Linked DNA regions of Hordeum vulgare: region 1 is linked to region 2. The links are chromatin contacts, called in public Hi-C maps. All regions are on one chromosome and are shown on one strand. The core of a region is the stretch at or near the end of the contact, and the rest is flanking DNA. Distances in the headings are between cores, read along the strand shown.

Region 1 (2,700 bases), core at 100-2,599, 160 kb before region 2:
TTATCTCTCTTCTTATTTATTAGTTGTCACATCATACTTTTTTGCTTAAGTGGTACTTATGTTATTACCTATGTTATTTTTATTGTGGGTAGTCTAAGATCGAGCGTGTGAGCCCGAACGCCCAGATCAGAGCATCCCCGCCGCGACAGACGACGCGTTTAGCTTTTGTTTTCACCTGGAGCCAGTGGCGGAGCTCCCCGGTGGGCAAGGTATGGCACTTGCCATACCTTGATTTGGAGCAAAAAAAATTAATACTGGTAATGCTAATAACTAATGACTCAATGTCTCAATTAACACAACCAAAAGAGGCGAGCCTGGATACTTGGTGCGTACCTGCCCCGTGCCCACCACATCGCTGGATGACTTAATGACTTGATGGTTTGTTATATTTTCTCTGTCACGGTTCAGAAGACACGGTTAAACTTGCGTGCGTTTTTAAAATAAACAAGGTTTAAGGTGCGAAAGCAATTATTCTTATTAATTAGTACTGGTACTACTCATGCATGTTTCATCCCAATTTGCTGCTCAAGCATTAGTACTAGTATTTTCTCAGTTGATTAGGCGCATTAGCATCTACACCTGCTACATCTCACAACCAATCGGTGACTACCTTGATCCCAGTGATTTTTCAAGCGTGCCCTCTAAACCGTGACAGAGAGAGTATTGAGCGAGAGATCTTCAAAAGTATTGAACTTGATAAAATTAAGTAAGATTTTCAGAATGAGGGTAGGGCATTTATATTACCTGGGTCTTCTAGACGTCATTGAAAGCTTCATTATCGGTATGTTTTAAGTTGTTTTTTATTCAAACATGTTTACATTTTTATTGTATTTGGTTTTTATTTGTAATGTGTATTGACTCTTTCGATTTGCACTAAAAGAATTATTTCCTTAAGACTTCGCCACACCTTAATTTTTTTTCGTCCTCCACCTCTGCCTGGAGCTGTCCAATGCGGTAGACTGGACTCCGAGACCGAGAGCGGGCACGCTCGTCGTAGGTCATACCGCTCTAAGAGCAAGTACAATAGAGCTAAGTCAGCTGGCTATAAGGAATAAACTAATATATTTTTGTTTAGTTAGAGAAAAGAGAAGAGGAGAGGGAAGGTAAACGCTGTAGCACGTGCTCCTAGGCATTTTGTAAGTATGAAAGATGGACCATATAATAAAGAAGTAGTACATTTTTGCAATGAACTATTGTATATATTGACTATAAATAGATTGTAAATGACATGACAATGGCTTATAGCCACTAGCTGGCTATACTGTTGCACTTGCTCTAATCCATCCGAAGAGGGCCAAGCAAGCAGGATTATATCGGGGCGCGCCGTGGGCGGCGTGGCATTCCGTGGTCACGCCTCCAACAAAACAACAAAGCCATCAACGCGACCCCCTCCCTCCTCTCCTTCCAGGTGGCCACCCATTAATCCTCCTGCTCCTTGCTCGGTTATCTGCCTCTTGACCCCGACCCTTCGCCCTCTCCTCCCTCCCTCGCGCCATCGCTCCACTATATTGTTGTGCACGCACGCTTAACCAGCCCAGGCCTCTCTCCCCGTTCCGTTACTCCGTCCGTGCCCGTCCATGGGGAGACTGTGCTGCCCGACGGCTGCGCTTCTGCTGCTGCTGCTCGTCTCCTTCGGTTTCAGCCTTGGCTCCTGCAGCTCCGACGCTCAGCAAGGTATGTCACTGTACCTCTGCTGCTGCCGCTGAATAACCGTTGCTGATATTTGATTCCTGTGTGTGTTCATGTCATAAGAGCAAGCTCCTTCCTTTCTTTCAGTTGAATTTTGCCACTTGCTTGTTTTCGTTTCTTTCAAGTTGAGATGTATAGTGATGACAAGTACGAACTCTCTCACTGTAGGAAGGGCGAACCACCGGGAGGAAGATGCACGGCCCGCAGATCGGTAAGATCTCTCTCACCATACTTTTCATGTTCAGTTTCAGGAATGCTCTGAATTTCAGTGTCACTATGAGAGAATAGGGTGTAACCTTTCTTCGATTAGGTGGAGTAGCTTGGAAACTTCTTCGTCTGCATGTTTCGTCATCGTGACATTCCACTCTTCATTTTTAAATTTGCAAGGAAACCGATAAAAAAAGCACATAAAATACTGCAAAAACATTCTTCGCGGCCATCTTCTTAGATTGCGTTGCATAGAGAGGTGGGAATGGGGTGTCGGCTGTCAGAGATGGACAGCTGAACCACCGAGCAACCCCGGTTGGTGCATGTCCCTTGTCCAATTGTTCCTCGCCTCTTGTGCTCACTCTCATCTGCCGACTCCAATCATTGTCAGGCGGGTAAACCAAGCGGTACACATCCGAGAAGCTCTACCACGACCGAACAGGTACAGGTCCAAGCAGTCGACGGCGTTCCCGCAGTGGCCACCCTGGCCATGGGCACCGATAACGACGCCGACAACAAGTTCACCGCCGTTGCAGGGTGCTGTCTCCCCGTCAAGCGCTCCCGCGCCGGCGCCGGCTGTCGCCAAGCCTCTGGCGGTGCCGCCTCGGCACGCCGACGAGCCCGCGCACAGCATCACGGTGCCACCGGCGCCAGCGACAGTGGTGACCCACGGCGCTGCGGCGGTCGGAGAAGCGTCGAGCGAGGCGGCGGGCCATGATCCTGCAAGGCGGCGTATGTATGTCATCGCCGGAGCAGGAGCTTCCCTCCTTGTGGCAATGTCGGCGGCACTGTTGGTCCTGTGCT
Region 2 (2,700 bases), core at 136-2,635:
TTGGGAGCAGGGGGACAACTAAACAGGCAATATTTTCAGGTTCAATTTTTGAAACTAGACAATTGTTTCAGAAGCTATAGAGGCTCATTTTGCTCTGTTTTTGAGAGGAACAGGTTCATTGTTCTGTTATTCCAACTAATTTCAGAAACTAGGCAATTGTTTCTGCAACTAAGTTCAGAAACAGGTTCATTCTTTCACTAGTAAAAAAATTCAGGAACAGGTTCAGAAACTAGGCAGGTTCAGGAACAGGTTGAGAAACACACAGGTGTTCATTCTTTCACTTTGGATCAGAGCTACAGTTTCAGAAACAGGAGGTCTCACCGAATTTTGTTGACGGGATCTCCTCGATGTGGGTTCAGGAAACACCACCGAAGGATTTGTGAACCAACTTGAAGATCCAGCTCGCGGCGGAAGCTTCCCGAAGGCGCTTGGAGCTGAGAAAGATGGCCGGGCTCGGTCAGCTAGGTTGGCGTCCGATCTGACCATCTGGCGCGCGATGTGGTGCGCCATGGAGTTCAGGCATGCCGGCGTCGTGAGGTTGCGGGCGGCGTAGGTTTGTCGGGGGCCGCGGTGGTTTGCGGGCAGCGCCGCGGTGGTTGGAGCAGTTGCTACCGGGGCGGCGGCGCGGTGGTTGGAGGCGGTGGCTGCGGGCGGCGCCGCGGTGGGCGCACAGTCTGTCGGAACTGCAACAGCCTATCAGTTTCTGAAACTGATAGCAGCAATTTCAGGTTCTATTTGGTCGGAAGATATCGAACCGGACGGACGACAACGCTTATATCGGACGGCTATACCGGTGGTGGATATTTCTTACATATCCGTCGGTGCAAGCGCAGCGTCTCCCTTAATAAAGCCTAGTTGTTCTGCAAACAAAAAATGACTACAAGAATTTATTGATTTTCAATTTAAGCTGAAGGGACACGATACTAATTCTAGGGTATATGCACAAGACACGCTATGGCATGTTGATCAATCTATATCAGGGCAAAAGATGCCAGATCATGATGCAACAGATATGATAACCCGTATTATTATTTTAAGTTACATTTTTAAAATGGTGTATACTTATTTTTTAAATGCGTGAACATTTTTTAACTGGATATGAACTTTTTTTTAATGCTATCATTTTTTCTATAAAATATTATGTAAAAAAATTACACTGCGTTGAAGAAAATTCAAGTTCACAATTTTCTATTTTTTCTAAAAGTTATTTAAAGTTTTTAGAATATACTAGGTATTTAGAATATTTCTTTCGAAAATATGAACAAGAGAAAAAAAACGAACAAACCTGCTGGGCCGGCCCAATAATAGCGACGGGAGGGCGCCTTGAGGCGAAACCTCAGTTGTCTCGCATCATGGCGATACATAGCCGCTCCCCGCAAATGATAGCGAGTGTCAAGCTCATCTTCCTCGTTCTCCAGAACTCGCTCGTCTTCCTCGTTCCTCTCCTCCGGCCTCCCCGCCTCCTACGTCCCTGATTGGGGGGTTCGATCCGGATTCCACTGCTCTGCTTGGTAAGCGTGCGTGCTCTTAGCTTCGCCTCCCCCGTGAGAAATCGGCCCGTGGTGACCTAAATCGCCGTTGCCCCTTCCGTCTTCCTCGCCTCCGGTACGGGCCCGCCGCCACGCGATCTATCGCTCCGACGAGGCCGGCCTTTTCCATGTGCTTCCTTAGCTTCCTGCGGTGATTCTGAAGCCTCTCCCGTTGCCCACATCGAGCCAATCATCCCCGACCCGCCCTCCCCGCGATTCGACGCCCCGCCCCCCGATTCCGTCGTCGAAGTCGACACCCTCGACCTCCCCTGGCCTCCCAGAGCACCCTATAGTGTTCAGTGTGAGCCGCCGGTTCTTTAGCCTCTCCTCCCGTGCGCTCTCGTGCCCTGTGCCGTCCCCGTGCCTAGCGCACTCGCCGCCGCCGCGGTAGCTCGTCGCTGCCGTCCCTTCTGGCCGCCTCACAGCCACTCGCGGTCTGTGTCGAGCGCCGCGAACCCAGTCTACCTCCACACCCCTCCTAGTTTGCTCCTGCGCCGTCTGAGTGTCTCCCGGCTACGAGGTTAGCACGACAACAAGGGGAGATAGCGAGTCACTAGGCCTTGTTTGGCACAAGTGGTTTTCAAGCCCCCAAGGGGGTGGGGATTTTGGTGGTTCGGAGGGGTTTGTCCATCGCAAACCCTGTGTACCAAATGAACTCATGGAGATTTTTGGGGTTTTCTGTCCCCGCGGGGGTAATCCCCTCTCAACCCCTCCACCCCCCTTGTGCCAAACGAGGCCTGAGGAAGGAGAAGCTAGTCGAAGCGGCACCCTCCACGTCGTGAGGGCATTCAACGAACTCCACGAGTTCGGCTTCACGAAGCTGAGGTTCCGCTGCTTCACCGACTTGCACTGCAGGAGGCCTATGCTTCGCGGAGTTGGCGGAATGTCGAGCCGGAGGAGATCCGAACAGGCCCTTAGTATATGGATATCTTTGTAGCTTTGCTCGGTAGAATGGCTGATGGGAGGCCTTTGTTCTGCCATTTGCTTTGCTTATGTTACATATTCTTTTGGCTGAGCTCGAGGTGATGGTAAAGAAATAGCGAAATAGGTAGATATGTCATCTCTTGTTTGATTTGTAAATGCCAACCCCCTTTTGGCGGTATTTTTCTGTTAGTTTTTGTTCTTTTGATGAAATTTCCATCCAAATAGTATACTTAGAACTAGGATATTA

What was found. A called contact is a pair of places that touch in the nucleus more often than the background predicts.
Region 1: a Hi-C map of leaf shows a contact between it and region 2, with 3 times the contacts expected there. The contact joins the promoter of LOC123441212 here to the promoter of LOC123441170 in region 2. A contact is called at or near these places in 2 of 6 Hi-C or Micro-C datasets (leaf and seedling).

What each region holds. Positions count from the first base shown.
Region 1 is chr1H:411,404,076-411,406,775 of MorexV3_pseudomolecules_assembly, reverse strand. It overlaps LOC123441212 (probable inactive receptor-like protein kinase At3g56050), which reads left to right and starts at 1,349. Exons shown (of 6, transcript XM_045117708.1): 1 at 1,349-1,674; 2 at 1,858-1,900; 3 at 2,288-2,700. The coding sequence starts at 1,578.
Region 2 is chr1H:411,243,595-411,246,294 of MorexV3_pseudomolecules_assembly, reverse strand. It overlaps LOC123441170, which reads left to right and starts at 1,385. Exons shown (of 4, transcript XM_045117677.1): 1 at 1,385-1,511.